Regions from separate parts of the Mus musculus genome. Here regions 1, 2, 3, 4, 5 and 7 are each linked to region 6. The links are chromatin contacts, called in public HiChIP or PLAC-seq and promoter capture Hi-C maps. All regions are on one chromosome and are shown on one strand. Each heading gives the region's core, a stretch centred on a gene start, on an enhancer-like site or on the middle of the called end of the contact. The rest is flanking DNA. Distances are from core to core; before and after follow the strand shown. Region 1 overlaps Pamr1 (peptidase domain containing associated with muscle regeneration 1). Region 2 overlaps Cd44 (CD44 antigen). Region 3 holds the start of Slc1a2 (solute carrier family 1 (glial high affinity glutamate transporter), member 2). Region 4 overlaps Cd44 (CD44 antigen). Region 5 has its middle 42 kb from the start of Pamr1. Region 6 holds the start of Commd9 (COMM domain containing 9). Region 7 overlaps Slc1a2 (solute carrier family 1 (glial high affinity glutamate transporter), member 2).

Region 1 (3,154 bases), core at 94-2,593, 700 kb before region 6:
GCCCCAACCCCCTCCCTGAAAAGTAACAGCCTAAAAAGGAAGCCACCAAGAGAACTCTTTAAAGTGTGACAAGGATGCTGGAGAATTGCTCCCACAATCGATGGCTTCTGGTTGAGGTGCAGGCAGAAAGGTCTCAGTTTTCTTTAGAGAGTAGGCTGCTGGGAGTTTGATCATGTTCCAGTAAGTCTACGGACAACACAAATTAGACTTGTTCTTTGTTGCTGTTGTTGTTGGGGAGTCACAGTGGGGTACAGATATGGAAGGAATGGGAAGTGAGTGTGATTGCGGACTATGATGTGAAATTCTCAAAGAGTCAATAAAGAGAAGCCAACTCTGCAGTCTAAAGAGCTCTGATATCAGCCTTGCTCTTGACTTTAGACACCAGCACCTCAAATCGCAAGCACTTAGTCACAGCCCTGAGTGCCACCATTGAAAGAAACTCAGAGTCACAGAGAAGTTGCTGGTTTGAGGACCTGGGAAAGAAGTACAGGTGAACTCAAAATGCTTATGAGGAGTGAAAAGGAGGAGGGAGGGGTGCTCAAAACCAGTGTGACGGTGGTTTTTAAAGTCTTCACTGGCCAAATCTGAGGTTCAGAAAGAAAAATTAGGCATCATGAAATACAGCTGTCATTCCAACACTTGGAAGGATGAAGCAGAAAGACAGAGGCCTCCAGGCCACAGTGGGCTACATCCTGAGACCCTGTCTCTCAAGAGGAAAACACAGGAAGGAGAGATTATGCTAACATCATAAAACACAAAATATTAACATTTGTAGTATTAAAAAGAGAAAGAATGTTACGTTTTGTAAAGTGATAATTGGTGAATCCAAGTAGACAGCATGGACACAGAGAGTTCTTTCAACCCTGTAGACTTGAAATTATTTTAACTGAAACATTGAGAAAGTACAAAGAAATAGATCTTTCTTTTAGTAATATAGCACCCATGGCTCCCAGCACAGATAGTTTTGAGACCATCAAACTATCTGTCCTAATGCAGAAAGATGAAAATGATCCAAGTCTCTGGGTTCTAGACTTAGGCATGCAGGTACTCTCCTGGAGACTAGAATCTCATAACCATGGATGAAACGATCACATACTGACTGTTACGACTGTAAGGAGGTGCCAATATCATCAAAAGTACAGACAGTAACAAATTAAGGTGCTGTTCTGTCTCTCTAGTTCCAAATGTCTGAGCCTCTCAGTGTTGACCTGCCTTCCCCCTTTCCTGCTAAGATTCTACATGTTACTCAGGAAGGGAAATGGAAAGTTTCCCTACAGGAAAGAAGCCCTCCTCCTTCAGGAGAAAGGACAGGCAGGAAAGGATTGTTTGAGCGCCATCTACTGGGAAAATAGTGGTACAGCCTTGCAGCACCTGTATTGTGCCCCAGCTAGAATAGGACCACCCAAGTATGGTATCCCCTCTTCACCTTCACAGAAGGCAGTATAATGGCCAACTCCAGATAAGCATTCAGCAGACAGACAAATGCATTGCTTCTTCCCCTGAATTTGCTTTGAATTTACATAGGCAACAAGTACCTAAGAACATGAAACTGCTGTCGTCTTGGGTTTGACCTTGTTTCCACAGATGGACTTCATTCTCCTTGAGGGTTCATTGTAATCCGTGATGACCAGACTGGGCTTCCATAAGAAATGCACCATTTGTACTTGCGGCTGTGATGGCATACACTGTGTGGAATGAGGCTTTCAAAACAGGCAGAATGCAATCAGAGCCTCCCATGTGTCCCAGACAGAATGGGATGCAGAGAGGAATCTGGCCCTTCTTCTGTTTGTTTACTTCACGGAATGGACTGCTCTCCAGGTTTGTTTTTACTTGGTCTTGTTGTTTTTATCTTCCTTTGCTGAATGGCAGGCTCTACCATGAAAGAGACCGGCTGCCTGCTTGTCGTTATGTGTCCAGCACCTGGGGTGCATTCCTTTGAATGAATGTACCATCTGATAAATAATACCACAAACTTCCTACTTATCCTGTCTAATGGGATCGGTATCTTCTCTGAGCTAACTCTGTTGTCCTGAAGAAAGCTCGACTTTTAGAGTGGTGCCTTTGGCAACCCAACAAGTCAGACTCTGCAGCCAGCTTTTATACTGAAGCTCAACCCAGCACACAACTGACAGAGACTTTAGGAAAGCCATGCATGGGATATCTCTGGCTACCTGCTATTCAGACGAACTTGAGGTCCCTCGCTATACTTCTAGCGTGTCAATGAGTGGTATCTTGCTCTTTAAGCTCCTCTCATCACTTGCTCTTTCCTCTCACCTAGCCACTGAAGTAGCATTCCTAGCTATGACCTTTGCACACGGCACTGGCTCCACTTCAATGAGCCTTTGATATATTGCTAGAATTACCTGTCAGGTGTCACTTTTCTGGCCTTCTGGGTTAGTTTTTGTCAGCTTGACACAAACTGAAATCAGTTCTCCTAACTTTGCAACAGACAGAGACCACTGCAAAAAATCACAGCTAACCAGAATGTAGTTCCAATAGATAAATTTACAGAATATTTCTGTACCTAAAACTCAGGAACATTATAGAGGAGGGGGCAGAAAGATCATAAATGCAAGAAGATCAGGGAGTTTGTTTGGAAATTGTGTCTCCTAGCAATATCAGAAGCTACTATTAAGTCCCATGCACGACTGCACGAGCTGAGTGAGGATGACATCAGTGGACTGGATGCCAAACTGGATGAAGAAAGGTCCACAAGGCTCAGCCATACACAAGGAACTCTAAAAAACAGAGGAATGCCAGGAATGGAGGAGGTGCTCGTCCCCAGGGAAGAGCACACCAATTAGTTGTTCAAGGCCAAATGGTCATCCCTGAAAATATACATATCATTATGTATATATAACATTATCCAGACTGAAGAGGTTATATTTAGGAATTAGATGTGTGTGTGTGTGTGTGTGTGTGTGTACATACATGCTTATGAATCTCATGTGTATGGATATCAGAGCAGCTTGAATGTCATTTCTCAGATATTTTCTATCTTTGTTTGCTTGTCTGTCTGTCCTGGCTGTTTGTTTGTTTGTTTGTTTGTTTGTGTCTATGCTTGGCCTGACACTCACCAAGTTGATTAAGCTTGGCCATCCACAATCTCCGTGATCCACTTGTCTCCAACTCCCCCTGACCATCATGCCCAGCT
Region 2 (2,984 bases), core at 369-2,868, 930 kb before region 6:
GCAAATGGGACTTAGTTAGGCGAGGCAAGTTTCCTCTAAGAACACAGGCTAGGTCACCTGAGAGTTTGGAATAATACAGGCAGTGTTCGCCTCCAGCTTTTGAGTTATCTTGCCAATGCATAGAGGAAGGCAGGTGGAGTGCTGGGGTTGTTAGCCTGATCTCTGGCAGCTTTAACAAGCAGGCTTTGCCACTCATTCTCAGTAGGCCAGTTAAACAGGTAAGTCGATTCAGAGCAGAGAAAGAAAAGGTAGACAATATGACCATTGGGAAGAGGAACAAAGAAAGATATACCTTGACAATCCTTTCCCCAAATCCAGCTCCAGAGTCCAGACATGAAATATAAATAGAGGATAAGATGTTTGGCAGCTAAGCAATTTCAGTGATGGCAAGACCCCACCTATCATTGACCCAGTATCGTGTGGGCTCCAGGCTGTCTGGCACAGCAGTTGTTAAAGCTGTGGGAAAGATGTGAAATCTTTCTCCCAAAGACAAGGTCCCCTCTGGCTTGCACCAAGATTCAGCTTTGCTTTTCCCAAGTATGATATTAGGAAATTCTAATTTCTTGGTGTCCCTTATTACAATGGTCTGATAGCCCAAAGGAGGGGAATAAAGTTCTCTATAGGATGCCATCATTCCTGTGAGGACAGTTACAGTGACAGCAGCCAAAGAAACCATTCGAGTTCATGTCACATGGCTTCCATTCTATTAACTACAGCCTGCGCTTGAATGCTTGCTATATCCTAGGTTCTCTTCTGATTATCTAAGGCCTTAGTTTGTTCAACCTACAATATTCATAAAAGCAATAAATAGCAACAGTAGACTGTCTATTGAATTCCCACCATCCTGTGAGGCTGACAGTCCTAACAGCCTGATTTCACAAGCACGTAAGCTGAGGCTCAGAGAAGTCAAGTGCATTGCTTCAGGCTACACAGCTGCATTAAGCATTTGAAAGCTCTTTGCCACACACCCTGCTGTCTGTATGGACCTTGTTGGTGGTGTTCCCAGCCCTCATCCACGGTTGAAGTATCTTCCCTTCTACCCTTCCCCACTCACACCTATGCTAAATGATACAGGATCTACTTCCTGTTGAGGCAGTGTATATATATATATATATATATATATTCCCCAAACAAGAGATTAAAGTTTATGGCCTTGGCAGTCTTACAGGGAAGAGCCTATGATCACAAATAATAGACAATTTGTCTCTAGAGTTCAAAATACCCTGCAGCAAAGAGAACCGTTCCAGTTTCATACTGTTTCCAAACCTCCAGCATGGACAGAACCAGGCAGAGCACAGCCACCTAATCTTGAAACTTGAGGGCTGAGTATGGTGGTCTCAGTCATTCTTACTTTTGTCACCTCAAGCAAGCCTTAAAAGTGCCCTGACCCTCATTTCTCAGTGCTGTAAAATGGAAGTGATTGTCACTTTAATGAGGGGTGATAGCAACTTCTTGTGCTTTGCCTAGAGCTAACCATGCATTTAATAAATGTTCATCCATTTCCCCTCATCATAGCTGTGAAGCTGTAAGACTTGGCTTCCATTAGCCTAACCTAACTGCTACAGGCACAACAACAATCAGGTTACAACAAAGAGGAAGCTTTGAATCAGGCTGGGAGGGGCCAGGCAGTGTCATTAGAATCACAAGGACAAGGTCAGAGTCACGCTTTACCATAGAAGCCCTTCTCCTGCCTTAAAATCTTGAATCACATTGCTAAGAAACCTTAAAGTGGCACGAATGGTTTATCTTCTGTTGGTATCAAATGTCTTATTGCAGGACTTTGTGGAAGTTAACCGACCGTGAGGAGAGTCAATATGGCCTCACCCTTCTGGAGCACTGATGCTCTCTTATTCCCCACACAAGCTGCAATAATACTGACAAAGCAACACAGTGTTGACTGAAAGAGGAAGTAGCGGAACTTTCTTGAGTACACAGATCAAAATGATTTACAATCACAGTCCTCATGGTTTATCTGAGGCTGCAGAGTTATAATGCTCCAGAAACAAACATTTGCACTGCACAGGGAAGGAGAGCCGGGGCTCCAGAGTCAGATGAATCAGTGTCTGAATCCTTCCTCTTTCATTGTGTGTTGACTTAGAAAGACTGTTGGATTTTCATGCCCCTGGGAGTTTCTTCAACTCTAAAGGGGCTAGGGTGTAGTAATAGCTTTGGGTTTCTACACTTCTGATTCTCAAAGGCTGGAGCAGACACCTCTGCAGTATGGTGGTTTATTGTTTGGTTGTTTTATTTTTTAAGAAACCAGAGACTGACTTTAGAGCAGCGGTTCTCTATATGTGAGTCTTGACTCCTTTGGGAGGGGGGTTGAATGACTCACATGGGTCACATGTCAGATATCCAACATATACGATATTTACATTACAATTCATAACAGTAACAAAATTACAGTTATGAAGTAGCAATGAAAATAATTTAATAGTTGAGGTCACCTTGACATGGTAGGCTTTTATTAAAGGGTTGCAGCATTAAGAAGATTGGGAACCACTGACCTAGAGCATTATCCATACTAGGCAAGTACTCTACCACTGAGCTATATCCTCAGTCTTCTTTGCCTTCTTTGAGACTGGGTTTCATTGTGTTATCCAGGCTGGTCTGTACTTAATTGTTGTAGTCCAGGAAGGCCTTGAACTTGTGATTTTCCTGTCTCAGCCCCCAGAGTAGCTGCAAATATAGACTGTTAAACTTCAGATTATGGAGCCCAGCTCTTGATATTCCTGATTTCTTCTTCAATAGATTAGATAGATAATTTTCACATCTGAGAAGTTCCCTTTTGATGCTAAACTAAAGAATCTCACTTTAAGAAGTTCTGGAGTCAGGAAGATGAAGTTGAGAAAGCACCATGCTCAGTTCTGGACACATAGGAAGACCACACTAAACTATGGTGATGATCATGATGCTATCCCCAGCAGTACTGGTCATGATAACGATTGTTGGTTGGTTGATTGACTTCTGCACCCTTTCTCATA
Region 3 (3,043 bases), core at 267-2,766, 770 kb before region 6:
TTTTGAGGTCACATGTAGGTTCACCGATCTCTCCAAAGCAGCTAGTGCCATTTGTGAAGTAGCCCAAAAGCTGGGGTCCCTAGTTATTATTTTTATTCTGTTCTAGGCTCCGGGAAGCCTGAGAAGTGCATTTGGGAGACAGGACCAGGATACCTTGGAATGAGTATTCAAGGGACTTGTGCATCCCCCATACTCTCCCCTTGCTAAATACAGTTGTCCTACCACAGAAATGATCATCATGCCAACTGCAGCCTCAAGAGGCGAGGGGCGCCTCCAAGGCCACAGGCAAAATAAAAATGCCAGTGATAGTCCAGATAGTTTGGAAACTCTTGCTCCAAGCTACAGGTTTCCTTCCCTCCTCTCGGGAAGCACCCAAATCTCTTCCACTCTTCCTTGCAGCTCGCCAGGGAAATTCTAATATCCAAAGGCAAAGACCTCTTGGGCTGGGGTCTTGCCATCATCACCCCACACACACACACACACACACACACACACACACACACACACACACCCGTGCGCGCCCAAAGCTAGCATTCAAGGCTGTGCGCTTCTCTTCGCCCCGCCCCGGCTCTGATCCTGGCTCATTCATTCCAACTGGTCCCCTCCTTGCAGCCCAGGCAGTGTTTCCTGCAGGCTCCGTGGACAATTCTTTATTGTCTTTAAATCTCTGAAGTAACCTCCACGGTTTCTTTTCACACTTTTTCACCCCTTTCCGTTAAATCCTCCCGGTCCTCAAAAGACAGCTAGTCTACCAAAGAAACCAGACCCCTTTCCCACCACCTCCAGCGCTCTGCTAGGGTTTCAGGGGTCCAGGGTCACAGTTCTCTGTCCCCATCTGGGATAGGGCAGCACCACCCCGCGCGCGGCTCCCTCTTCCCCATGGGCACCCAGAAAAGCTCTCACCCCTCTGTTGATGCCATGGCGTGGGGAACGCCCCCTCCTCCCGGGCACGGTCTGGAGACGGTGGCGGCGAGCTGGGTGAGCCCGGAGTGCGGCGGAGAGCGGTATTTAACGGGCAGCCTCTCTCCGCCCTCGCACCCCCCTCCTGGGTAAGCCCTTTAGCGCCTCGGCGCGCGCGGGAGGCTGCTGCGGGCGCTAATCCACGTCCCGGCTTTCCACCGCGCGCGGTCCCGTGAGCGGCTCGCGGCCAGCGCTCCGAGGGGCGCTGCGGGGATCCTGCACCGGCTGCTGCGAGGTCGCGCTGGCCGCAGGGCTGCAGGAACACACTCCCCGCTTCCCAGCAGCCACCTGTGTGTGTGCGTGTCTGTGTGCTTCGCCGCGGGGCAGACCGGTACCAGGAGTGGCCGGCACCGAGCGGGATGGGGAAGACCGGGAGTGCGAGTGCGGGGGAGTGTGTGCGTGCGTGCGCGTGTGCTGGTGTGTGCGCGCCGGGGGAGGCGGTAGAGGCCGCTGCGCCCTGGCTCGGCGCCGGCCGAAGAGGGATTGCAAGGTTTAGCCCAGCCGGAGCTGGGGATTTGCAGGCGATCCCTCTCTATTTTTGTCCAGAGCTGACATCACCCGCGCCGCAGCCTGGGGCGACTTCTTTAACTGTCGCCCCTGCCCCCCATCTTTAGACGTTGTCCCTTTTCTGTTGTCCCTCCCCCACCAGCCTCCAGTCATAAATTAGAAAAAAAAAAAAAAAAAAAAAAAGGCACCGCCGGTAGTCCGGGAAGGCTTTGGAAAGCCAGTGGCAGGATCCCAGGGTCTAAGGAGTCGCTATTGTTTCCTCTCGAGTCTGAGTGGCCCTGGGTCACCCTGTGCTGGGCCAAGCGCTGAGACCCGGGATGCCCCTCCGTCCCCAATCCTTGGAGAAGCCTTGGCACTCCCCATCACTCCCTGGACATCTGCTCGGGCTCACATCACACAGGCCGGCACACCCACCCACATCCTACCACTTCTGAGAGTAGAAGTCCCACTGAATCTGAGCTGCAGAAACACTCAGGTGACCGGAAGGAAACGCGACCCAGCTGCGGGTCCTTCTTTACCCGGGCCCGAATAAATCCCGGACATTCAATCATTCGTCTAGATTAATATTAATGTGGTTCCCCGAGGGCGAGCAGGGTGTGAGGGATGCCATAATTTCTCTCTCTCTCTCTCCCTCTCTCTCTCTCTCTCTCTCTCTCTCTCTCTCTCTCTCTCTCTCTCTCACACACACACACACACACACACACACACACACACACACACACACACGCCAGGGCCAAGGGCTGGAGACGCATCTCCTTCACCCACCCAGGGCTCAGTTCTCAGCAGGCCTCTGAGCGTGGGGGGAGGCGTGCAAAGACAGATGGGCTTCTGCCTTCTGCGAGGGAGAGTCCAAGCCTCCTGCCCAGCTTTGCATAATAATGACAAGTTCTGCTCAGCTTTTATTATCTCGAGGACTGGGACACACCAGACACCTACAGGTCCTCCACCTGCTGACCCCGTGGCCACCTAAAAGGCAAAACCTTCTTTTCCTCTGCTGGACATTGGGACTCAAACCTATCACCTCTGCAGGGCCCAGATAAGAATTAAACAGACTCTACTGAGAGGTTTAAAAGTGTAAACAAAGATGTCAAAAGGTGTGAGCAGGTCACTTGGGACCTGCTAGGCTCCTCTGAGCAGCATCTCAGAACTCCAGCATTCTAGTTTCTTTTCTCCTTCTTTTCCCCTCCAGGATTCTAGCCCAGAGGCTTTCTCATCCATGCTCCACATCTTCGCTTCTTTGCATGCGTGGCAAACTGGAGGGGTCACCTTCGTTCTCAATAAGTAACTGAATGAACTGCATTCAAAACCTGTTCTGTTAAACCAGCTGTGGTGCTGTATGCTTGGAATGCCGGTGCCTAGCAGGCTGGGGTAGGATGTTCTCATGTTTGAGACAGGTGTGGGCTACAGAGTAAGCTCATGCTTCAGAAACCAAAAGAAGAAAAAGAAAGTTCCGTTAACTTTAGGGGATCTTTGGAGGGTTGTTTCCTGGGCAAAGGAAGACTAGGCACATGAAAGAAACGAGGAGAAGAATGTGGGGTGGGGTTAGCCAAGGTTAGCTCTCCTGTCCTGTTTTTGT
Region 4 (3,276 bases), core at 304-2,803, 980 kb before region 6:
GGTGAAGCTTGCGGGTTCCAGGAGGCCAGTCCAGGTGGGTTTGAATGTCTGCTTCACCATCACAGCTCAGTGATCTCGGGCATGTTTCTATAGTCTCTCCTCTCTGTGCCTCACTTTCTCTATCTGGAAAGTGGTAATTAATATTACCTGCCTCTTAAAGGTGTTTTAAGGAGCAGATTAGTTAGCACTTGTAAAATGCTTGTAAGAGTGCCTGACATCTACACAAGCACTCACTTCTGCTATCGTTCTTGGAGAGTCTGAATGCCTTCATAAATTGCCAGGACTTAAATGACACACAGAGTTCAAGGTTTGGCCCATTTTAATGCAAGAGTGACCCAGAGAGGATGGATGGCTTATCAGCATGATAGTTGATCTTGATGTCTGGGGCACCATCATTGCAATTCCTAAGTGTCCAAATGCCATGAGGGTTAGGATCTGGATTCTGTCTCACGAGATTAAAATAAGCACAAGCGTGTACTTAATATTTTCTGAGAATTTCTTATTGACCCAGCAGCCATTTTCAGATGCTGGCAGTGTGTCAGGCCCCTGGCTAAGGTAGCAAGGTGAAGACTGAGTTTGTCTGTCTTCTTCTGCCCTTGATGGTTCACGCACACACAGAGTCAATTACAGGGACACTTAGCAAATAACCACCACATGTCCACACACTATCCTAAAAGTCACATTGGTTGTTGCACATGGAACATGAGGGGCTTTACTCAAAAGTCACAGCTTGCATTGGGTTCTCTTGCATTTGCATATCCAATCTGCCAGGTGGCCAGCTAGAATTGATTTTCATAAGAAAGAAACTGCCTCTCATCTCCCAACCATTGTCCAAGCCTCTGCCTTTATTTTTAAACCAGGAGTTGACAGCAACCACCTGGGTCAGGAACCGGCAGGTGGCATCTGACTGAAGTCACCTTAGCAGCTCTACCTACAAGAAGCTGATTCAAACATTTCTCTTTTTTTCTCTTTCTTTCTCTCTTTTTCTCTTTCTCTCTCTCTTTCTTTCTTTCTCTTTCTCTCTCTCTTTCTTCCTTTCTTTCCTCCCTCCCTCCCTCTCTCTCTTTCTTTCTTTCTTTCTTTCTTTCTTTCTTTCCTCCTTCCTTCCTTCCTTCCTTCCTTTCTTTCTTTCTTTCTTTCTTTCTTTCTTTCTTTCTTTCTTTCTTTCTCTCTCTCTTTTTTCTTTCCTCCCTCCCTCTCTCTCTTTCTTTCTTCCTTTCTTTCTTTCTTTCTTTCTTTCTTTCTTTCTTTCTTTCTTTCTTTCTTCCTTCTTTCCTTCCTTCCTTCCTTTCTTTCTTTCTTTCTTTCTTTCTTTCTTTCTTTCTTTCTTTCTTTCTTTCTTTCTTTCTTTTCTTATGTATGCTGGAGCAGGGAGAGGCCCTGGAAGGGCTGTCTCTCTGAGTGACAGCTTCCCTTTGTGAAACTGGTCAACTGAAACCTAAGCTGCAAATGTCAGTAAAAATAAGTAGTATTTCAAAGGGACTTTGTGCATTTCCTTCCTCTGTGTGCTGTTGCTTCACCCGCCAAGAACTGCACGAGTGCCTGCAGAGAGCACACTGGGCCCCAGAGATAAGGAATTAACTGCACAAAACCTCCTTTCTTCATTTGTCTGCTTCCAGTGTTTCATGATTTTTTTGTTGTTGGTGGTGGTGGTTTTTGGTTTTTTTTTGTTTTGTTTGTTTGTTTTTATGGTACCTGCTTGCTGAAAACAGAAACCAAAGAAAAGAAGCCAACTGATATTGGCTTACATGCCTTCTTAAGGGTGCCTTCTTTCTTGGTTTTGCATCTGTCTGACGCTGTTCGGAATCTGCTTCCTGCTTTAGAAGCGAGCAGCTGTCACCTGCACAGTTTCAGAATAATGGGCCCACTTTTGTCATCATGAAACAGTTGTTTGGGTGTGGCTCTCCCCTGTTCTAAGCGTGAAGGATCTTCTCAGCACATGGGAAGCTGGTTCAAAACACTGTGGGGTGATTGAAAACACTGAGAGGAGTTCCCACCTCAGCCATCTAAAAGCTGGGGAATTGTGCACGTTGCTTTATTTTCCCCCAGCTTCTGTTTCTTGACATTTAAATATATATACAAAGCTTTTTTTTTTTTTAAGAGTACAGATGACAGAATCCCAAGAGTTCAGGACATCAAGGAACAATTTAGGGAAAAAACCCTCCTCTCCCACTATGATCCACTCTGAAATGAAATGTAGAACAAAGCAGGGTCCAGGTGGAGCATGTGGCTCTAGATAGAAATGGTCACTTCCTTCAGCAACTCCTTTCTTTACCTTGTATTCTCTTGTTGGTAAATGCTGAGCTTTGGAGGGTCCAGAGTCTGGGTTAAAGCCACTTCTTTCTGTCTCAAGACCCAGAGTCAGGCACATTCTCCGTCACTGCTGAGAGAAAATGTCGTGAGGTGACAATTCAGAATATAATTGAACCATCCCTGCCACTATGAGGACAGAGCATTTCATGTAGAAGAGAATTCAGGGCTGTGTTCTCAGGCCTGAGGTGTTCAGAATGGCTGATGGCATTGAGGGAAAATTGTAGTTGGAAGAGAGCCAGCAACTCCCGGGCTAGAGAGGGAGAGAGACTATAGCCAGATCACATTGTTCTTGACCAGAAGGAAGTTTATTCTGGGTGCAGCTGAATGTATAGTGCTAGAAGTGATAAGGCAAGGGGTAACACCAGTTGATTGTGGAAATGTGTATTATGAGCACATTTCCAGTTGATTGTGGAAATGTGCTCATAATACAAGAATAGGTGGGAAACAGAGTGTGGGTATGCATGTGTGTGTATCTCTGTGTGTCTGTGTCTGTGTGTGTGTCTCTGTGTGTAGCTTTCTTAGAAGTTGGCTTGTGTTTCTTTATTACTCTTTTGGATATTATTTTGTCTGTTTCCTATGACTTTATATTAATTTGAAGAATGGGCCTAAAAAAGTCATTATTAACGAAGATACTTTAAGGATGGGGTCCATTATGATATCATACGTCAGATCTGAGGGTCCCTTATAATGTCACATCTCAGATTTAAGCTTGATGTATCTTTGGAAAGCCAAAGTGAATTTTGAAGGCCATGTCAGTAGTGTTGTTTATTTGGATTTTTGTTGTTCTGAGACAAGGTCTTACACTGTAGTTGACCCCGATTCACCATGTAGCCCAGGCTGGTCTTGAACTCAGGTGATCCTCCTGCCTCAGCCTCCCAAGTGTGGGATTTCAACTGTGAGATACTATGTGCTGTTACTTGGTTTTCATGTGTGTGCATGTGTGTGTAGGTTCTCATTTGTGTG
Region 5 (3,203 bases), core at 541-3,040, 620 kb before region 6:
GGAGTGTTTTCCTGAAGTGGACACAGACAGATGAAAGGATGTTTGCTAAAGCAAACACAAGAAAGAACATGCGATAAAGGAGTCTTCGCTAACAACACACATGTATTGGTTCACCTTACATTGCCTAGCTGAGGTCTGTTTGCTGTGACTCCACAGAGAGAAACTCCCCAAAGAACTAGTAAGGCAGCTTCTTGCCGCTTTCTTACGCTCAGGCTGCTTGGCAGAGTGATGTCAACTGATACAGACGCATGTGAAGTTTTGCGAAGACAGACTCGCTTGCTGAGCCTAGACACATGGTGAGGTAAGACCTGGGAGGACACATGATGTTTGGAGGGAATATAATTAGGATTCAATGGACAGTGACAGAGGCTTGTATAGCTAGCTTTGCCACTCTTCTTGGTTCTGCATCTTGGCTGATCTACACAGAAAGGCACAGAAGAGAACTTCTCCTGATCGCCGACTCATGGTGATTAGGCTGAGGCTTGGCTGTTTCTGCTAGGTGCTGATGCATGTTTGCTATTCTGACACTACTGAACTAAACTGTTCATTCATGAAGTACTTGAGAGTGGATCAAGCTGCTGCTGCTGATTCCTGTGAACTGAACTGCTGATTTCCTGACAATGCAGATAGGATTTGCTCCAAAGAACAATTTCTAAACAGGTCCATTTCCCCCATATCCTAATAACCTTTCTTTTCCATTACCTCTGGTGGGTGATGGGCTAGAAGGGAGGTTAAAGCATTTAAGAACCCATATTAAAAATAGGATTGAAAAATCTAAGCCTACAAGAACACATACTCTACTCCATGGAATGAAATGGATGCCCAGCTCCAGAATTAAAAATAGATAAATAAATCAATTAAGATCTGTAAACTAAACTGTAATCTTGTCCTTTAAGGAGGTAAAATGTTAACACTACCAGGGCTTTCTATGCATAATCTATGCTTTGATGCCTACTTCTCCTTGGTCTGAAACCCAGTCTCGCTCTCTTTGTCCAGAGGACAGTTCCTCACCTAACTCTCTGAACTCTTTCCTGATCTAAATGAAGTAGAGCCTCACACGCCTGCTCCTGGCTCTGAGACAGAACCACTCTTTGCATCTTGACCCAGTACAGTTCCTACACTCTTCCCTTCATTGGGAGTGGTTTACATACACTGAAGTTAGGGGGAAAGCACACATGAGTCAGGGCCCAGGACCTGCTTTCTAACTGGCCTGAGCAGGATGGAACAAGGAGTGTCCACCTTGCCTGCAGATGGTAGAAAGAGAAGGGAGAAGCCATCACAGCACCAGCCAAACCACATTCCCCCACCCCAGTTTACCAGCTAATAAATCTGACGTGGTGATCCTTGCCTGCTGCCTCAGTATTTCCCATCTGGTCCCTCTATTACCATGCACACTCCCTGAGAGCAGGGATCTTTGTTTAGTTCACCCCTGCAGCACACATGTCTGGATCAGAACTTGGCACATAGAACATTCTCTGTAATTATAAGTTTATTAAGTTAACAAACCCACAGGGGCAAAGACAGGATTAACACTTCAGAAAACTCTCCATCATCCCCTGCAGACAATTGTGCCTCTTCCCTCTTTACACTCTCTTCGCACCCCATCATAGCACTTAACACTCCTAGTTGCCTGATGAAATCTAGTGCTCCTGGTTGACTTCTCAAAGACCAGGCATTCTGTCTGTCCTATTCTTGTTCCCCCAAATGCCAAGCAGCATGGGGATTCAGCGCTAGAAAGTGCTTCAAAAGGACGGCTGTGAATGAGAACGAAAAGGAATGTAATAACATCACGTGCCAACAATCTTCTTTTATTGCTCATGCTAGAGATTCTTTTGTTTTCAAGTTGGAGCACAGGGCAAATGAATCACCCTCAAGCTTTTTTCCAGAACTCTGAAGAAAAAGAATGGAAAAACAAGATAAGCCAAGAGGCAAAGCCCACTGGGCAGATGCTGACAGAGACTCTTGGTTCTTCAGCATCTGTTCTTGAACTCAAAGAAGATATGTGACTCAAGAGGAATGGTTTGCTAAAAATTACCAAGAGGGAGGGCTCAGAAGAGAAAGAAAGCATGAAGAAAAACACTATTGATACTTTAAAGAGTTATAGGAGGACAGCTACATGCGGCTTTGGTAAACACCTACCGACATCCTAATTCCACCCCTCATCCTATTGTGTTTGGTAGATATCACTAATCAATCAGTGTCCTTTAAGATTCAAAGACCTTGATAGGTCCTGGTGGCACATGCCTTTACTCCCAGCAAGTTTCAGGACAGCCAGCGCTGCACAGAGAAACCCTGTCTAGGGGAAAGAAAGATTCAAAGATCTTTCCAGAAGCATAGGAAAGCTATGCTCTTCCTAGTCTGGATCCAGTATTCTTAAACATCAGACTTCTCTGAGAAGCTCCTTACAGCTTCAAGTGACTGCTGTAGGTCCCAGGAAGTCTCTTTAGAGCACAGTGAATGCCTGAAACTCTCCATGTGAGGAGTTTGGGGTGGGGGGTCTTTATCCTCTTAGCTTCAGTACTTAGAAGCCTGTAAATTACTTGGGGATATAGCTTAGTAGGTGCTGTGCTACCTGGCATGTATAGAGCCCTGGGTTTACTCTCCAGTATGAGGAATACAAGATAACAGAATGCATAAATTAAGCTAATGACACCAGGTTAGCAAGAGAAACGGCACGCTTAATTATGGTTACTGAAGTTCACAATGAAATGCAACTCAAGGAGGTGGTGATTGGAATTTGACATCTGCCATTTTAACCAGAGATCTGAGAGAAAGGACTCTTGATGGAAAAGCACAAGACTTGGGTGGAGATGACAGATGAGCACATAGAAGAACAGATGGGAGACACAGTAGATCTTTGACAATGTCTATCAAGTGTTTGGGTGTGGCTCTGACCTTTCATCACCAGTGACAGGAGTTGGCACTCCCAGTTTGCTCCCAATTTGACCTATGGCAGCCAAATTCTATGGTAAGGCTCTGCTCCTAGGCAGAGGAAAGCTTTCAAGAATTAAATGTCTTCAGCTCTGAAGAGCTTTTATTTTACAGTGTGTATTCTGTAATCCTTCAAATATTTTGTTTCTGGCATTGCATCTCAGGCAGGTGTACAGGGATGATAAAAAGCAGAACAAATTTCCATTTGTTTTATTATTGTTTTTAAGTGCTCTGTAGACAACACACTCCCTCACTGCTGGAAATAAAGAAAA
Region 6 (2,964 bases), core at 367-2,866:
TCGTGATGTAAATATCTGCTATTCAGGAAAACTGATATGCAACCACAAAGGGGTTTCGATCTACAGCTTGAGAATTAGGCTTAGTGAGGAAAGCCAATCCACAAACATCATCTACACCAAGATTTACAAACGTTCTTGAAATGAAAACTAATGATACAAGAATGTTGAAGTGTCAAGGAATTCTGGAGGCCAACTGCAAGTGAGCTTGGCTGTAAGATGTCAACCCAGGGGTCTTACATAGATAGCTATGCCTTGGAGCTTTACTGGATCAATGTAAATACCCCAACTGTGATATTGTTCTGTAGATATCCAGGAAGTCACCATTAAGGAACATGGGACAAAAATCTCTCTGCATTATTTCCCACAACTACAGGAGATATTATAGTTAGCTTTTAATAAAGTGTATTTAAACAATAGAGCAGTGAAAATGAGCTATTGCTACAATCATGACTGGAAGCCAGATGTGAACACTGATATGAAGAAGTGTTCCATTTCTGTGGAGTTCAGAGACTGAGTAATAGTACATGGTGTCCGAAGCTATGCACTGTTGGGAAGGCAAGTGAAGTAAGTAACCAGGGAGGCACTGGGGGTACTGGTGTCTCAGTCTGTGGTCTGGTGTTGGCTACATGAGTGTGTAGTCATTAAGGGAATTACTAATGATTTCAGTATGCTATATGTTATTTTCCAAAACTTACCAAGGAAAAGAAAATGTCCCAAGACAAGCAAGCATGGAAAAGGAATGGCTTAAATCAACCACAAGGAAGAGAAAAAGCTGCTAAGGAGAACTCTTGGATCCTAGTCACAGCTCCACTATACTAAAGCCCTTCATAGCTATTTCTTCGGCACATACTGGGTGCCAGGTCTTGTTCTTGTTGGCATAGGCTTGTGAACAATGAAGTCAAAGTGCTCAGGAGTGGACTGAGCAAATGCACACTAGGAAGATGGATAACGGAAAGGGCATTATATGTGTGACTTATAATGACAGTGTCACGAGGATCATTTCTGATCTTCAACTGGATAAGAGAGAAGAAAGGAAAACAAGAAGAAACAGAAATCATGTTCCTCAGAAGAGAACACAAAGACATCCATGGTGTGTGCACACTAGTAATAAGTCCTAAGAGGGAATGCAAAGCCACCCTTCTAAGGAGTAACTCAAACTTTATGACGTCCCTAGAAGTACTAGGGTGACAAGAAGGAGAGAATTTCCCTGAGAGAGGCGTAAAGACTGGGATGAAATGGGAACTGGTGACTGTCACCCAAGTGCTCCAATCTATAAAACCACTCGTGGTCACTAATTCTTGGGTGTATTTACATCGACTATCTGATTTTTACTTCCACCTTAATATCTGGGCGTGATTAATTTTGTTGCTCCTGTTTAAAAGCTCAGAAAGGCTGAACGATTTTCTCAGGGTCACACAAAGAAGCACTGACGCGCGGCGGGTAGGGTGGGAGTGGGACAATGCTCCAAGTCAGGGCCGGTTTATTCCCAATTCTTGCTTTGCACCAAGTCCCAGACCCTAAGACGGTGGCCGCACGCGTCCCCACCCCTTCAAGATACCTTCAGTAGGCTCTGGAGCGCCACGAAATGCTCTGCTGTCAAGGCCGCCATCTTTCTGGAGTCACGTGACAGCCGGAGCAAGCGGAGCGTGCCTCGTGACCCCTCGCAGGACATGCTGGGAGTTGTAGTTCTTCACCGTGGCTGGCGGGAACGGCGTGCAAAGAACCAGGAAGTCTTCCTCCTGTATGACTAAGCTCAAAGACCAGAGGGCTGAGATACTGAGAGAACTCGGATATAGAATGATTTCCAGGGAACAACTGGCTGGACATCCTAGGTCAGGGAAACTGGTTTTGCCTTTGCCCCTCTGGGTAGGCTGGCTGATCTGGTGAATGCACCTGCAGACTTGGCAGACACCTTGGCAACTTAGATGCCCAGAAGAGATCGGCCTACTCACCATCTGGATTTAAATGAAGCTTTGCCTATTTGAATTCTTGGAATTCACACACACACACACACACACACACACACACACGCTCACATGCCTGCAGTACTCCCTAAAAACAAAACAAAACAAAAAAAACAAAAAACAAAAAACAACGCTTCAAGGCATATAGTTTCTTCTCTGTTTGTGGAGAGATAGGAGCCTTTGTAACTAGCCTTATCCAGACAGTCAAGCTAAGTCACTTAGGGTTCTTAGTAACTTTCCTGTGGTCCAAGAAGAGGTCTGGTTTGAAGGGCAGCTGATTAGGAAAGGGGTTAGAAAGGAAGAAGGCGTGTGAAGATATTGACTATCTTAGCTCTGTGCACCTCCGGCACGGTCTCTTCTGTCTGCATTCTTTCCCTTAAAACTGAGTGTTGAGGGTCATGCAGCAAGACCTGCCAACACCTTCCTCAGAGGCAGACCCTCCAGTCTTCAGAGAGTCTGAAAGTGGCAGTCGCTGGGTCAAAGGCTTAACTACAACCTTGCTATGGGTTGAGTCTGAAATCTGTTTTGCAGGTTCATCCTGTGGTCACTTGGACCCTAGCTTTGTGGGACTGCTGAATGTTAGAACCCTTAGGATCTGGGACCTTGCTAGTGAAGGTCTCTAGTGGCAGGCCTTTGGGGGTTATGCTGCTTCTGGTTCTGGCCTGATTGCATGGTGTCTTGTCTGCTGCTGTGTAAGAAGTCTTGGCTGTACATTATTGCCACCCTGCTCTGCCATGTTGGACTACAACTTCTGAAACCATGAACCAGAATAAATCTTCCTCCTCTAAGTTGTTTCCATCTAGTTCCTGTCACAGTGACACACCAGTAACCAATGCACTTGAGAAATTGAAAGCATAACAACTCAACTGAGCCATCCCAGGCTTTCTGGCTTTGAAATATTGTATAAGTCTTTAGGTGTAGCCTTTCCATGTCTTGATTCAAAGTGGCTGCAGGCTGTGAGCTTCCAGAATGAGGTACTAACTACTGTTTGCCAGCTACT
Region 7 (3,151 bases), core at 638-3,137, 790 kb before region 6:
AGATTTGTCTTTTCACGTCTTCACCTGACTATGTTATGTAGATGTCTCTACCCGAGACTGTGGTACAAAATCCGGGCAGCCATCACAGGAGACAGAGATTTGGAATACCGTGTGTAATAATTCTAACAAGTAAGGAGTAGAAAGCACAGCGGAGGGGGAAACTATCCTGGCAGCCGCAGGTGCAAACACACCACTCACACCATCAAAGACACCTGGGCCGGCTTTCTAATCTTATCGCCAATAGCTTTATGGAAAAGACCTAGCAAACATACGTGTGGGTGCAGACTACATGTTACCAAGTAACCTGGAAAGTCAGGAGGCTGGTGAAAGGCTCAAGCTAAGCACAGAAGGCTACAGGTAACCAGAGAGTTATGGTTCCAAGAACAATGACAGTTACCATTACTGGGAGATGTCCACCTCCCGGGCACTGGGCCTAGAGTCCTTCACATATACCTTCTATGCCAAACCCTGCTGAGTAGGTGGCATTGCTCCTACTTAAAACTAAAAATGACACCCAGCCTTAAAGAGGCTCATTAATTTTCCTGAAGTCTTAAGCTAATGAGTGAAGAGACAGGAAGTTTTTCTTGGGTTTAAGTAGGGATTCAAACTTCCTCATAACTGTGTGCAATGCTGGCTCCTAGGAGCTCTTTTATGCAAAGTATTTCATCTTCGACTACTCTAGCATACAGTTAAGCAGCAGGCGTTCTCGGGGTCTCTTCTCATCTTTTAGCTTGTTTACGGTCACCATGAGGGGGACTGCGTATAAGCTTGGTCCTGCAAGGCTCCCTGAAATGGAGCCATGAACTGTGGGATACAGAGCAAAATAACAAGTTGGGAGCCACTTGTTATTCAAAGGCCCAGCCAAACACTACAGCACATGCCGGTGAAGCTGGCTGGCTCTCCTTCTCTGGTCCTTTCTGTTTGTTCCCAAGTAATCTGAGATGCTCTTGATGGAGAAATCTGAAGTTCTTATGATAAAGACTCCTCTAACAAGCTTTCTCTCCGGAGGCTCTCGCTCATTTACCCATTCAACAAACACCCTGTGAGCCAGTAGCAAAAGGATCCCAAGCCTTCACTTAAAATGCCTCCAGTGAGACATTAAAACTACATCTGGGGGCAGAACAGTGACTTTCCTGCTTTCAGAATGTGAGCAAGTCACCCCCCTCACTGGTTTGCCTCCGTAGCTTAGCCACAGGCAGAGGGGAAAGCCCTTTAGAGGACATATGGACGCTGACTCCTAAGGGAGAGTATCCTTTAACTAAAACAGGGTTTCCATGCCTACTTTAATCTTGTTGCCAACTGGCTTGAAACACAAGTTAGCCCTCTGGGGTGCCTAGTTAGTCATTTTGAAAAGAATATCTGTTTTTGTGCCTTCATTCTTGAACTATTTATTCTGGGGCGCCTCCAAGCTTTCAAATGTTCTCTTTATTTCCTCAAGTACCTTTCCGTTCAGCCTTAGAGCCAACTCCAGATCTATCATACAATCGCCCCTTCGCCTTAAACCAGTTTGTCAATAACCCAGACAGAAACATTTTACACGTACCTGAATCTGGAATCAAGGCTCCTTCTTGCACTTGGCTGAGGAGAATCCAGGAGCACAACGTGAGAGAGAGGATCTAGGGCCAAAATGGGTAACAAGAACCAAGACTGCCAAATTCCTCCCAGCAAAAGGTAGTCCCCGAAGAACTCTGGATCTCTGGCTGATTTGACAACTCAGGGTAACTTGGAATGTTTGAAAATCAAAGTATCAGGCCTTTCCTTCTTTAAAATCCAGGGGTCAGCTGGTGCTGGACTGGGAAAGAGCCATTCACCCTCTGGCTCTTGCTTTAGAGTGGCAGGAAAATCCCATTGCCCGGCCTGTGGTCATCAGCCCCACAGCGCCCCCTGCTGGGAGAAATGGTTGGGCCTGTTTGTCAAACAATGGTGGATGGCCTGGACAGTGGTTTGGTGGATGGCCTGGACAGTGGTTTGACTAGAAATGCATGATGAGTCTCCCGAAGGAGGAAGATAGTACGTGGGTGCATGCCTGGTTCTCGGGACTTACAATGGCCTCTGTGTCAGAGGAAACTACAAAATGTAGAATTTATACTTTGATTTTATTTTCATTTCAGAACCTGCAGACTTGGATTTGAATCTGGCAGGCTTTTAGTATTCGTGCACCCTACTAGCCATGAGGGAAGCCGCAGCTAAGGACTTCCCTAGGAGGCTCAGATGCTGGCTGTTTGTCCTGCCGACGGTTCCTGGAATGGTTTTCACCCTCTTATCCCAAGAGAACGAAACAAATACCCCCAAACACAGCCAAGCACCAGGAAAGTAAAGAAGTCCATGTCAGAGGGGAAATGTGTGTGTGTGTGTGTGTGTGTGTGTGTGTGTGTGTGTGTGTAAAGCATTCTCCTTTGGATTAGCAGCAAACACACATACTTAAAGATGTCATTTCTCTACCTGCAGGAAGTCACAGTAAGGGGACTCCACTGGGAATGATTAAATGTTCTAAGAAGCTCTGTAGTAATCAAAAGCAACAATTTAGCCACAGAACCGGCAGCTTCTGGTAACTGTTCTTCTTCTAAATCAGTTTTATAAGCAGTTAAACTGTCAAGCCCCAGGTTTTATTCACTGATGCAATTTAAATACCAACTTTGACTCAGAGCCCTTCTTTGTATCTGAATGCCTAATTCATTCCAGCTTCTTGCTTCCCTTTGCAAAGAACAAGGAAAAAGAAAAGACACAGTTCTGAAGGGAGACAGACAGTCTCAGGAAAGGCGAGGGCTCAGTGATGTTCATCTGACCAGAATCCACTGTGTTCTGAAAGAAGTGCAGAGAGAGGAATTTGTAGTCTTTCCCAGGCAGTAGAGCAGGGACACAGGTGAACATGGCAAATCTATTTTTGGCTTCAGGAGATGAGCTGTTGCCCAAAGGGTGGCTTTGTAACCTACTTGAACCCTGCTAACTCTTAGCAATAAGAAGGCTGGTTATTGACTGCTGGGCAGGGATATATCATTGACCACCAGCACCATATGAAGATGATCACCTCCTAAGGAGCAAAAAGACACATTTTCCCAATCCTGGCCTTTTCACTGGCTTAAGCCTATTTCTTCTCCCCCACTCCACGCCCTTCTGAGTTTCTTTCCCAAAGTAGACAATTCAATTACAC

Evidence for each region. Promoter capture Hi-C pulls out the DNA fragments that hold promoters and counts their contacts. HiChIP or PLAC-seq counts read pairs in DNA pulled down with a chosen protein or histone mark.
Region 1: a contact with region 6 is called in an H3K4me3 HiChIP or PLAC-seq map of forebrain, with 7 times the contacts expected there. The contact joins the enhancer-like site here to the promoter of Commd9 in region 6. A contact is called at or near these places in 7 of 39 promoter capture datasets (3T3-L1-derived adipocytes, embryonic stem cells, hippocampal neurons and 3 more) and 3 of 115 datasets of contacts at active chromatin or transcription factors (embryonic stem cells, forebrain and large pre-B cells).
Region 2: a contact with region 6 is called in a promoter capture Hi-C map of the HPC-7 cell line, with 2.1 times the contacts expected there. The contact joins the enhancer-like site here to the promoter of Commd9 in region 6. A contact is called at or near these places in 6 of 39 promoter capture datasets (the 3T3-L1 cell line, the HPC-7 cell line, embryonic stem cells and 2 more).
Region 3: a contact with region 6 is called in a promoter capture Hi-C map of neural stem cells. The contact joins the promoter of Slc1a2 here to the promoter of Commd9 in region 6. A contact is called at or near these places in 11 of 39 promoter capture datasets (the 3T3-L1 cell line, 3T3-L1-derived adipocytes, the C10 cell line and 8 more) and 5 of 115 datasets of contacts at active chromatin or transcription factors (embryonic hindbrain, embryonic midbrain, embryonic stem cells and 2 more).
Region 4: a promoter capture Hi-C map of pre-B cells shows a contact between it and region 6, with 4 times the contacts expected there. The contact joins the enhancer-like site here to the promoter of Commd9 in region 6. A contact is called at or near these places in 7 of 39 promoter capture datasets (the 3T3-L1 cell line, the C10 cell line, the HPC-7 cell line and 4 more).
Region 5: a contact with region 6 is called in a promoter capture Hi-C map of the 3T3-L1 cell line, with 4 times the contacts expected there. The contact joins the enhancer-like site here to the promoter of Commd9 in region 6. A contact is called at or near these places in 7 of 39 promoter capture datasets (the 3T3-L1 cell line, cranial neural crest, embryonic stem cells and 4 more), 3 of 115 datasets of contacts at active chromatin or transcription factors (embryonic basal ganglia, embryonic forebrain and large pre-B cells) and 1 of 9 other capture datasets (adipose tissue).
Region 7: a contact with region 6 is called in a promoter capture Hi-C map of pre-B cells, with 4 times the contacts expected there. The contact joins the enhancer-like site here to the promoter of Commd9 in region 6. A contact is called at or near these places in 13 of 39 promoter capture datasets (the 3T3-L1 cell line, 3T3-L1-derived adipocytes, the C10 cell line and 9 more), 1 of 484 Hi-C or Micro-C datasets (ventricular fibroblasts) and 4 of 115 datasets of contacts at active chromatin or transcription factors (embryonic hindbrain, embryonic midbrain, embryonic stem cells and 1 more).

Annotation. Positions count from the first base shown.
Region 1 is chr2:102,588,385-102,591,538 of GRCm38.p6, reverse strand. All of the region lies in intron 3 of Pamr1 (peptidase domain containing associated with muscle regeneration 1), which reads right to left. Among named protein-coding and RNA genes, the nearest start is that of Pamr1, 40 kb to the right of the region's middle. Within about 2 kb of position 1,343, at least 6 of the 459 cell types and tissues checked have an H3K27ac peak or open chromatin away from gene starts, as enhancers often do. A contact at or near this core is called in forebrain, where this site is marked.
Region 2 is chr2:102,814,360-102,817,343 of GRCm38.p6, reverse strand. The region is part of intron 8 of Cd44 (CD44 antigen); the gene reads left to right. Among named protein-coding and RNA genes, the nearest start is that of Gm13872, 69 kb to the right of the region's middle. Within about 2 kb of position 1,618, at least 66 of the 459 cell types and tissues checked have an H3K27ac peak or open chromatin away from gene starts, as enhancers often do. A contact at or near this core is called in the HPC-7 cell line, where this site is marked.
Region 3 is chr2:102,657,162-102,660,204 of GRCm38.p6, reverse strand. It overlaps Slc1a2 (solute carrier family 1 (glial high affinity glutamate transporter), member 2), which reads right to left and starts at 1,516. Exons shown (of 11, transcript NM_001077514.4): 1 at 904-1,516. The coding sequence starts at 920. LOC115489466 (a long non-coding RNA gene) reads right to left here and starts at 897. Exons shown (of 2, transcript XR_003953884.1): 1 at 1-897.
Region 4 is chr2:102,866,143-102,869,418 of GRCm38.p6, reverse strand. The region is part of intron 1 of Cd44 (CD44 antigen); the gene reads left to right. Among named protein-coding and RNA genes, the nearest start is that of Gm23731, 30 kb to the left of the region's middle. Within about 2 kb of position 1,553, at least 102 of the 459 cell types and tissues checked have an H3K27ac peak or open chromatin away from gene starts, as enhancers often do. A contact at or near this core is called in the HPC-7 cell line and pre-B cells, where this site is marked.
Region 5 is chr2:102,506,463-102,509,665 of GRCm38.p6, reverse strand. No RefSeq gene overlaps it. Among named protein-coding and RNA genes, the nearest start is that of Pamr1, 42 kb to the left of the region's middle. Within about 2 kb of position 1,790, at least 27 of the 459 cell types and tissues checked have an H3K27ac peak or open chromatin away from gene starts, as enhancers often do.
Region 6 is chr2:101,884,914-101,887,877 of GRCm38.p6, reverse strand. Commd9 (COMM domain containing 9) reads right to left here and starts at 1,616. Exons shown (of 6, transcript NM_029635.3): 1 at 1,559-1,616. The coding sequence starts at 1,609.
Region 7 is chr2:102,674,202-102,677,352 of GRCm38.p6, reverse strand. The region is part of intron 1 of Slc1a2 (solute carrier family 1 (glial high affinity glutamate transporter), member 2); the gene reads right to left. LOC115489466 (a long non-coding RNA gene) reads right to left here. Exons shown (of 2, transcript XR_003953884.1): 2 at 1-3,151. Among named protein-coding and RNA genes, the nearest start is that of Slc1a2, 17 kb to the right of the region's middle. Within about 2 kb of position 1,887, at least 16 of the 459 cell types and tissues checked have an H3K27ac peak or open chromatin away from gene starts, as enhancers often do.